2 separate regions of the Mus musculus genome follow, and region 2 is linked to region 1. A link is a contact called in public HiChIP or PLAC-seq data. All regions are on one chromosome and are shown on one strand. Each heading gives the region's core, a stretch centred on a gene start, on an enhancer-like site or on the middle of the called end of the contact. The rest is flanking DNA. Distances are from core to core; before and after follow the strand shown.

Region 1 (5,284 bases), core at 1,990-4,489:
CAGACGGACTTGCCAGTGAGAGCAAGAGCAAGCAGGCAAGAAGCAAAATCTTTCTTCTTCCCTATGCTTTTATAGGCTCTCAGGAGAAGGCATGTCTCTCATTAAGTGCAGATCTTCCTACTTCAAATGATGCAATCAAGAAAAGTCCTTCATAGGCATAACCGGCAGCTGGCTTGGAGTTTAGTTGATCCACTTATAGTCAAGTTGACAACCAAGATTAGCAATCACAGTCTCAAAACCATGGCCTTTTTTTTCATTAATGTGTGTGTGTGTGTGTGTGTGTTCTTAAATACACAAACACAACCTTCTCCATTTGTATAACATTACTAGTATGTATGTTTTCAGGGTTGACCAAATGGCCTTCCCAGAGGAAAACTGTTCCTCCCACTCTCAGAACTCCTTCATTGCCTGCCATTCTTTGACGAGGGTTGAGGCCTCATGAGCCTTGGCCTAGGTGTGAGAGGCCTGGGAGGGGGGTTTCTAATGGGAGGATCAGGCAGACTCCCCAGGCTAGACCCTCGGAAAGGGTTTGCAGAATCTCGAGGCTCAAGTTTTAATGACTTCCCAAGGACTCCCAGGAGGCAAGCAATAACTAAACCCTGCACAGTCCATATGTGGGTGTTAATCTTCGAGAAGCGTAGACTTGAGCACTTAAAAAAAATGTTCATTTTGAGATAAGAATTCACTTGAGACCAGTTTTAAGTGAGACGAGGTTTAGATGACTGTCCCTTGTCACACAAAGATGCATTTAAAATTCTGACTTTCATTTCCATTTCCCTTTGGAGTTTGAGGAAAATGTAACCAACCTTCCTTCTTTCCTTCCTTCCTTCCTTCCTTCCTTCCTTCCTTCCTTCCATCTATCCTTCCATCTTGTCTGTCTGCATGTCTGTCTGTCTGCTTTTCTGTCTTTATTTATTTATTTATTTATTTATCTATCTATTTATTTACTAGATAGAACTTTAGCATCTTGTGACAGAATGTCCTGGCCCTCTACCAAGTATGTAGACTTGTTCCCCTGAGGCGTGTCTGTTAGGCAGTGACTCACAATGTAGTCGTCTGATGGGAGCCCCCCTTTGGCATATTCTCTTTTTATTTTCACTAAGTATTTCCAGACTCTGCCAGCTGAGGAAGATGTTCAGCTATGGCCTGACTACACAGCCTCATGTGCACCCAGCTAACACGTGGCAGCCAGTCTCAGTGGTCAGAGGAGTGTCATGCCTTTCTCGTTCAAGACTAACTTCCACCCCGACACAAATCCTTTGAGCACAATGGGCCTTTGACCGATTCTACTCAGGAAGAGATGCTTGTTGGTGGATATAGTGATAATGACAGTGAAGTTCAGTTGCTGGATCCCAGAGGATTGCTGGGAGTGATCATAAATTAGGGAACATGAGTTTTGGAGACTTGCAAAGCAAGTATAATGGGAGATGGAAATACAAGCAAACCAACCCTAAGCATTCATTTAGTTATAGATGCTACAGATTTCCCCACCAAAAATTACTTCACCAAATGACCTTTTGTTCTGGTCATAAAGGAATATGCCTGAGATGTAGCTGAGACATTTTAACTTAATTACATGATACTGTTGTGGCTCCCACAATACACCTGGCCTCTGGGCAATGGTACTTAGGGAGGAAGCAGGGCTGGTAGAGCCTCCCAAGGCCATGGCATGGATCCACTGGCACTCACAGATGCTCACTGCCTGTGGCCTTGGGTTGCCATCCACAGTGGAGACTTGAATAGGGTATAACATCAGAAGGTCTGGTTAACACTTAATCACGGTCACCCATCAGAGAAGGCGAGGCTCACATTGTCTCATTCGTTAGACTCAGCTTTCCTACCACCGGCTCTCATCTCACTCCTAGCATATCTACCAGGAACAGCTTCTGCCATTTGTGACTTCCACCCCTGAGTGACATACTAGAAAGCCAGTCTGGCTAGAGAGCTGCCGACTTTTGTCTAGGCTTGCAGATTTTGGTAACATTTCTTCCATAGTGTGTAATTCCAGTAGGAATAGCAGGAAAAAGACACCAAGGTAGCCCAGAGCTAGCTAGCCATAGACTCCAATCCATCCACAGACAGCTTGAATGTTAGGATGCTTCTATGCCCTTGGGAATAATAAGGTCAGGGAAACAACAGCACTGGCTAGGGAGTCAATCTTGATGAAAGTAGGGAAGGGCTAAGGCCACTAAGCTGCTACAGGAGAGCTAGGGCCTTACAGAAGGGCAGCCATTATTAGCCTCCTTCATGGTCTTTTCCTGTTTGTCAGAATCCCAGTATCCAAGCAGATGAATTAAAACTAGTGAATGAAGGAGCCACCAAAGAAGATGACTAAGGAACTGCTTTCTGAATTTGCTGGGAGGGGCGTTTTCCACATGTGGTGTGTGGTGTGTGGTGTGTGGTATGTGGTGTGTTGTGTGATTTTCCTGCGGCTTCAGAAAGACCACACCAGGTCAAACAGTTCCACATGAGGTTTATTGAGAGAGAGAAGGGCAAGGTGGCCTCGGAAAGAGAATGGGGAAAGAGAGAGAGAGAGAGAGAGAGATATGGAAGGGGGCTTTTTTTATATATGGATGGTGACATAGTCACAGGTAAAGATAGGAGGTGAGCCAAGTGGATTCTGGGAATATGGTGGCTCTTGCCTTGGCAACAGGTGTGTGGGTCGAACCTATGTGATGTCACGGGTTTCAGAGGTCCTGATACCAACAGTGTGTGGTCTTTGAGGGCCTCTATAGGCCCCATTTCTTGCTGTGAGAATTACCTCCTCTTTCAACACTTCGGGAAGAGCTGTAAGCCTAGATTCATGGGGCTGACTTCAGGACCACACCAGGATGTCAACTCCCTTTCTGAGGTGGGCATAGTGGAACCTCTTAGAGTTGAACAGCAGCAGCAGCTGCTGTGCTGGAGCTCAGGAGGGCGAGCACAGGGAGTTTGGGGCCACTCTGCTCAGCCATGCACCCAGAGCATTGGAGGTGGGATTCGGGGAGCAGAGACTGAGACTGAAGCAAGCCAGGGACTGCTGTAGTTCTGGGTGGCTCTACTTCTTGCTTCAAAGATTCCCCCTGGATCACCCCAGCAATTCCCAGTTTTCTTACTCAGCAGCTCCTTTTGTGATGTGTTCTCTTCCTTATTGTTTATCCGTTAGCATTAGTTCCTCCAGGATGAAGGGTTAAGAGCTGGCCTAGCAGTGAGTCACTGCAGAATGGCTAACATCTTCCAAAGAATGAGCCACAGTTTCTCTCTCTTTGGCCTTGACCTAGCTCCTGTGGTCAGCCCTTCCGTAAAGCCCCTCCTTCTTCTGTTGCAGCAGAGTGGCCTCAGTCCTTCCCTATTTCCATTTCGATTCACCCTCCCCAACCCCCACACCAGTGCCTTTTCCATGACCTTATTCCCAAGGCTTGGAAACATCCTAAGCTATTCACATTATTTCATCAGACCCAGGGTGCTGGCACGCGGTGACTCCCTGCTTCAGCACCAGCCAAGATTAGGGGTGGATGATCACATTACAATGAGACGGAACTCTCAGGACCCAGAACAGAGCATTTCACTGTCCCTCTGTTTCCTGTAAAACATAATTCTGGAAAGTATTCATATTTTGCCTTCACAGCTTCCTGCCCCTGGTAGAAAAGGGATTTCACCGAGCACCCCAGCAGTTACAGAGCCTGCACAGGGTGGCTGGTCAGAAAGTAGGGCACATAGAAAGGATCCAAGCCATTCAGGAGCCTGCACTGGGTAGCTAGCTAGAAATGGGGCCACCCAGAAAGGGTTTACACACACATCACAGTAGAGCTCGGGGTTGGGGGTGGGGGCTCTCTACAGGCAGTCAGTAGCTGTCTCTCAGTACAGCAGCCTGTGGAAATGCCAACTCTAACTTTTTTTTAACACAGGAAGGGCAAGGAAGTTGGCAACTGTTTTCAAATGGGCAAGCTAGTGTAGTCCCTTAAGAAAGGGAGAACTTGAGACTTTATTTCCTATACCTTTGGTCTCTGTCTTCCAAAGAGACCAAGGGTGTAGCTGATGTCAAGAACAATAGTCCCCATTGTCACCATTATCATTTACAGGAAATAGTCCAACTGACTGTGAGGTGTTTGGGTCAGCTAAACACAAAGCCGTAGGAGTCCTGCACTAGGTTTTTGGTGATACCGTCTTTGAGAATCTTGGGGTCTCTAGAACTCCATTACTTCATTACTCATTTTATAAATGTTACACCTCAATGATTAGACAGTTGGTGAGTGGTGACAGAACTGTGTAAATCCTGGTTCGCCAGGCTTCTACCTTGTCCCATCAGGATGAGATGGACTCAGTACCAGGTTCTGTGCAAAGATAATGAATCCGAGTCTCCTAAACACAGACACAGACATTCGACTCAGAAAGCTGGGAGCCCTGTTAGCTCTTCAACGCTGTTTGCTTGCTCAAATCCAGTAATTCTTAGTGAAGTCCATGCTAAGAAAATCTCTTAATTTTGGAATCACTTTAGACTTTCGTGTAAGGTTCAAAATCATATAGTGAGGTCTCATCTGCTTCTGCTCACTTGGTTCCTTCTAATGTTGGCATCTTATAAACTATGTACATTTTTCAAAATTACAAAAGTCAGTGACAAACTGCTATGAACTAAATCCCAGACTTTTCCATATTGCATCAGTGTTCCCTCCCAGGACCACACACTGTTTCAGACTGCAATCCACATCTGCTCCAGCCCTGCCCTGTACTAAGGCTGCAGCTATACTAAAAAATAGAATACTATATTCTATATTCTGTGCTCTACTAAAAAATAGAATACTATATTCTGTGCTCTACTAATATAGCAATGGCACTCTTGTACACATGCATAGCAAATAGTATGTACAAAAATGTTTATAGCAGTATTTTTCAGTGGAAACAAAAGAATAGAATACGTAAACACATTTTGGTATTTCTGTATGTTAATATATATATGTAGAGTATTTGAATTCTTTCTATCCCTGTTAGCTTCCAAGTGAATGAGACTCAGGCAATGATTTATTTGGCTTTGGCACAATTACTAGGGGAATTTCCCCTCATCTAGTTTTCTAGTGCTAGACTGTTAATTCCCCAGCTATGCTTGCCGAGGACTTGCAGTTTGGGTCTCCCCAGGTTATTTCTGTTCCATCAGCCTGTCCTCAGGGTCTGCTCCACTTCAGGTACATGCTCCTGGTCCATCACAGCTAATGAGGACCTTCTCTTCTCTGTCTCCCTCTCCTAGACGTCCTTCCCCTTTTCTTTCCTCTCCTCATGGTCCCTAGCCGGGTAACTGAAACTCCACCTA
Region 2 (5,284 bases), core at 2,001-4,500, 560 kb before region 1:
CATTCTATCCAGACCTGCACAACGAGGAATACAGAAAGAAAGAGCAGTAATGAGGAAGGAGACAGGGAGGGAGGGAGGGAGGGAGGGAGCCTATGTAGGCTGAAGACCTGTGAGATCCAGGACAAAGCGCATGCCCAGTAACTGTTTTCCCCATCTAAGATACCCTCACTTCCCCTGCATTGCAGAGCTCAGCTAAGTGAGTGGCTGCTCCTGGGACACTGACAGGTCTGTTGAGCAGGTCAGGGTATTCTGCTGTGCGGATTTTCACTCTAATCATTCAGAGTGAGAAACCACTCATGAAACATGGGAACTCTCTCCCTCTCGCTCTCCCTCCCTCCCTATGGCCCTGTCTCCCTTCTGCTCTCCTTCTCTCTACCACCACCACCATCATCATCACCACTGGTGGTGTTGGTAGTGTGTGTGTGTGTGTGTGTGTGTGTGTGTGTACATGTCACAAAACTGAATTAGAGGTTACAGGACAACTATGTGGAGTCGCTTCTCTTCCACTATCCCATGAGTTCTGAGGCTGGTTTATAAAGGAAACCTCTCACCCACAGAGATCTCCCCCACTCCCAGATTGTAGAAAATTATAAAGCTTGAAGTAATTCAAGACAGGGCTATGTCTGGAAGGATGCAAACCAGAATTGTAGTTTCCTGTTGGGAGGTGAAAGGAGGGGAGCACCCTGTATTGGACAAGCTCCCCCAAATACCCATGAAGCTGCTTCTCAAAACTATGGAGGGAAGAAAAGATGAGCTGGGATATGCTTCGGGGCCTCTGCATCCTGCATCCCATCCACTCTATGATCCACATTGAGGTCCACAGGGAAGAAAGGTGGTTCCCATTTAAGCCATGCACACTCCTGCCTTTTCTATCCACAGAGTTCTTTCCCTAGGGTTGGGGCTGGGAAAGAGAAACATGGGGGAGGGGAGTTAGCATCTATGGCATGGGAAACAGAAGACAAAGGTGGAAGCAGAGCAGGGTTTCTACAAGCTTGCCACATGGAAAACGGCCTTAACTCAGCTCAGAAAAGGAAGCAGGAGTCTGCTGGGGGCTGGAGGCCATGTCCTGGGCCAGTGTGTGAACAGTCAGAGTGCCTCTCTGCTTCATCTAAGCATGGCCGGTGTCACTGCAGCACATGCTCATCTGTCACCAGACTGCAGAATGTCAACAGCAAATTTAATGTTTCTTATGGCACTGGAGTGCAGCAGTGTGTCTTGGTAGCCTTGGGGACATAGCAAATCTCTCCAAATCTCGGGTCTCCCATCTGTTAGGTGGGGCCCAGTTACGAACGTGGCTCAGAAAGTATGAGTAAGATAACATAAAAGGGTCTAGTCCAGTGCCTGGCACAGACATGTAGCATAACTGTGAGAGATAGGCTCGGCTTCACCTCTCCCTCAACCTCTGTGAAGTCAGCTTCAGAGACTATATCATAGCTTCAGAGACTATATCAGTCATTTTGTATAGTTCTGGGGCTGTTGTTTGGTTGGTTTACAGGTCAACTTCCTACTGTTTTTGAATTTGTAAAGCAGAGATGAGGAATTTAACAGCACAAAGAAAAGCCAACTGAAGGAGCTGGTTGCTCTTCCAGAGGGGCCTGCTTCAATTCTCAGCACTCACATGGTGGCTCGGAGCTGTCTGTAACTCCAGTTTCGGGGATCCAGTGCCCCCTTTTGACCTCTGTAAGCACTAGGCACCCATGTGGTGCACAGACATACATGCAGGTAAAACATCCATACACATAAGAAAAAACAAACCAAACAACGACAACAACAAAATCCCTGAAACCCAACAAACCCAAAAACCAAACAACAACAAAACCCCAACCAAACCAAACCAAACCAAACCAAACAACAACAATAACAAAACAAACTCCCAAACCCAACCAAATTAAAAAACCACCCCCCAAACCAAACAACAATAAAACTTGCCTAGCTAGTTAAGAAACATAAAAAGTGCTGAGCTAACCAGAAGTTAAAATGGTAAAGAGCTGCCAGCTCACCGCAAAGTCCCCAGCAGGGAGATTTGCTTTGTTACTCCCTCTGCAAAGGACCTGGGCTCTACACAAGAGTATGTCTGAGCTAGGACTCTGGTTTGGTCCACACACATGCATGCAGTAAGTCCTTTCTTACCTGGCAGGGGTTGTACCCTGAGACTTGGGATGAAGAAACAGTGGGAAGTAAGGAGCTCCCATTTATGAGCTCCCACCCACTAGGCCTCCATAACCAACATCTTATCCACTCTGTGACTGGTTAGTCTATAACTTAGGCACAGTAAGAGGTTAACGACAATAACAAAATAGAATGATCATAGCAATATGTTATAATAAACATTATGTGAATGCTCTCTTCTCTCTCAAGAGTTACTTGAAAAAAAAACAAAAGCATTGTTCATAGAACAGCTCTCACCCTACAGCCATGATGCTTACAGGTTGACAAAAGGCAGGTCGTCTATCTCAAGGATAATCAGGGCCACGGAGAAGAAGGAGCTCTAGGAAGTCTGGGACTAAGTCTTTCTGCTTTCTGCAGGCCTGGTTGTTAGGAGACCAGAGCCTGTAGCTTCTATAGCCACCCTCTGAGCATGAGAAGGAAGCCAAGCCAAGAGAAATAGCTCCTCGTAGGCCTTTAAAACCACTTCTTCCCCCAAATTTCATGTATGAGACAGAAACCTTTCACATGTTAGTTCATTTTTAATTGGGAGCAAGATATTGTCACCTAGGACCCCTCCCAAGTCCCTGTCCCTCCTCCATTGCGGTCTAGATTTAAAGAGACTTTGTAGGATTGATTTGGGCCAATACCAAGCTAGGTTGCCACATGAGTTCCTAATGTGTGCAAGTAGCACTAGCTCCAGCATTTTGTGCTAGGACACTCAGGGACACCTTCCTGAAAGACAAAAGTCCTGACTTATCCAGAAGGAAGCATTAGAAGGCCGGGGAAGGGGGTTGGCGGTTCGGGCTGAGCAAGAACAGAGATGCATACTGTGTATCTGACCCACACCCAGAATAGCAACCGATAGAATGATTGATCCTGGCTGGGACAAAGACAGAGCACCCAGGCAGTCTGAGGGGAGGATGGCCCCAGATCTTGGGTGTAGCTAAAGAGCCTGGACTTTGCCTGTAGATACAGAGAAGCATTGTTGCCTTGCATGACCCGACAAGTCACCATTAATGGGACAGGTCACCAGCTGCAGACAATGACATGGCAGGGAGTCCCTGTTCTAGGCTCCTACAGTGGTGCAGGCTCAATACAGCCCAGGCCTAAGCTGAGTGGACAGAATGGAGGTGAGGGCCGGCCAGTGCGGACACAGATGCACCGATCACAGTGTGAGATGAAGGCGAACCTTGCTCTGATCGGACCTTTCCCCTGTTCGCAGCAAGGGCCAGCTTTAAAGTAGCATAACCTTGTTAGCAAAAAGAATGGAGTTTCCACAGCAGGATTTGCTTTGTTTGGCTTTTGGAGGGAGATTATCAGTTTTCTGTTTCTGTTCTCACCACACCCTCTGACTCAGCCCCTGTGCCACAGGCGTGTCCTGCTTCTCAGAGCAGCGTGGTAAAATAAATTTCTGTTTCTTTGGCAAACATTTCAATTTAAGTAGTGCATTCAGTTGGTTTTAACTTATACTTTTTTAAAAAATGCTTGTTTTAAACAGAGGCTCACTCTATAGCCCAGGCTGGCCTGGAACTCGCAATGTATCACAGGCCCGTCTGGACTCATAGCCATCGTCCTGCCTTAGTCCAAGTGCTGGAATCACAGCTGTAAGTTACTGTACATGCTTTTGGTGTCATTGAAAAGAAGCCCTTGGGGACTTTGTTTTTTAAAGCGAAGAGGAATGAGCATTTGTAGATTTGGCTTACAGATGTGATGAAGTGTCAGAGGTTGTTTGAGGAGCATTGTGAGTAAGTCCTGTTTGAGGGCCAGGAGCCCTGCCGTCTAGCAGAGCCCTTTCACTTCCTCTCAGACAGACACCTTCAGGGGTCCTGGACACACCCCCTGCCATTGCTGTCCTTGTATTGCTCATCCCCTAAATTCATTCCCTCTTCTGTGATTTTAAACCTTTGTCTTAAGAGCAAATACCAGGGAGTTCTCAAGTGGGTAAGGCGACCTGAAAGGCTTTGCTGTATAGTTAACACTGGGTGCTAACGATACAGAGCTTATTTTGGTTGGCTTGCTGGTTTTATGGGTCTGAGGCAAGGTTAAACCTTATCCGACCCCTGTTCTTAAAAAGCAAGCCAGTCACCAGTGTTCCTCCAGGTTCCTGCCTCTGCTCCTACTTGAGTCACCACTGTCCTGACTTCCTTCAATGACTGAGACTGGGACGTATAAGCCAAATAAAACCTTGTCTCCTCAAGTTGCTTTGGGTCATAATGTATTTAATAGCAACAGAATGCAAAAAAACAAAAACAAAAGCAAACTAGGACACACACAATGTTTTTTATATTATAGGCTGTTCCAACTACTATTACAATTCTCTCTTACTTAATGGCAGCCTCAGCCTCACCTTGTACATAAATACAATTTAAGACGTTAGTTCAGCCAGCCAAAATGCTGGCTTTACATATCAAGCAGTGGGCATCAAGGTCACAGAGGGACAGGCATGCTGGAGAGCCACTTTGACCCACCGGCCTAGCAAAAGACAAATGCAATTTGGGCTGTACAGACAGGCTCCCTCTACGGGTCATGTGGAGTTGGAACGGTAAGAGCAGAGTGAGGGTGACTCTTAACAAACAAGTGACTTCTGAGTTCATGTCCTGCCATGCTCTCAAGCCACAGGAAGGCCTAGGACATCTGCAAGCAGAGGACAGTCCTCTCCCAAAGGAAACAAGCTGCTGGCTTTGAGTGCCCGCAAGACCCTGGTGCTACCTTACTGGATTGCTCCTTAAAACACAGAAAACATCCCAAGCACCCTCCAAACTCCACCTGCTGCTGTCAGCGGTGGTGGAAGGAATGGAGCTCGAGCTCCCAGAGCTGAGTTAGGAAACTCAGAACCTCCACAGGCCTGGAATGAAGCCAGGGAACATCTGGCCGTGCCCTGGAATGAAGCCAGGGAACATCTGGCCGTGCCCTGGATCTTCAGCCTCCAACCTGGAAAGCCAGAGTCTACCAACTGTGCCATAAAAAAAACCTAAAACAAAAACAAACAAACAACCCCCCCCAAAAAAAAACCAAACCCTCCTTTGTTGCGCTACGTATTACACTTTATGAAATGAACAGCTAGCATCAGGACAAGGTTAGGTAGCCCGGAATTCACTAGAGCCACACATGGAGTGTGTAAAAGGTGGGGGAAACC

Evidence for each region. HiChIP or PLAC-seq counts read pairs in DNA pulled down with a chosen protein or histone mark.
Region 2: a contact with region 1 is called in an H3K27ac HiChIP or PLAC-seq map of extraembryonic endoderm stem cells, with 15 times the contacts expected there. The contact joins two enhancer-like sites. A contact is called at or near these places in 4 of 39 promoter capture datasets (the 3T3-L1 cell line, liver and stem cell-derived epiblast-like cells), 4 of 484 Hi-C or Micro-C datasets (the C2C12 cell line, embryonic fibroblasts and myocytes) and 3 of 115 datasets of contacts at active chromatin or transcription factors (embryonic limb bud, extraembryonic endoderm stem cells and stem cell-derived neural progenitor cells).

Annotation. Positions count from the first base shown.
Region 1 is chr6:53,800,171-53,805,454 of GRCm38.p6, reverse strand. No RefSeq gene overlaps it. Among named protein-coding and RNA genes, the nearest start is that of Tril, 18 kb to the left of the region's middle. Within about 2 kb of position 3,239, at least 84 of the 459 cell types and tissues checked have an H3K27ac peak or open chromatin away from gene starts, as enhancers often do. A contact at or near this core is called in the C2C12 cell line and extraembryonic endoderm stem cells, where this site is marked.
Region 2 is chr6:54,362,822-54,368,105 of GRCm38.p6, reverse strand. All of the region lies in intron 3 of 9130019P16Rik (RIKEN cDNA 9130019P16 gene), which reads left to right. Among named protein-coding and RNA genes, the nearest start is that of Prr15, 39 kb to the right of the region's middle. Within about 2 kb of position 3,250, at least 35 of the 459 cell types and tissues checked have an H3K27ac peak or open chromatin away from gene starts, as enhancers often do. A contact at or near this core is called in the C2C12 cell line and extraembryonic endoderm stem cells, where this site is marked.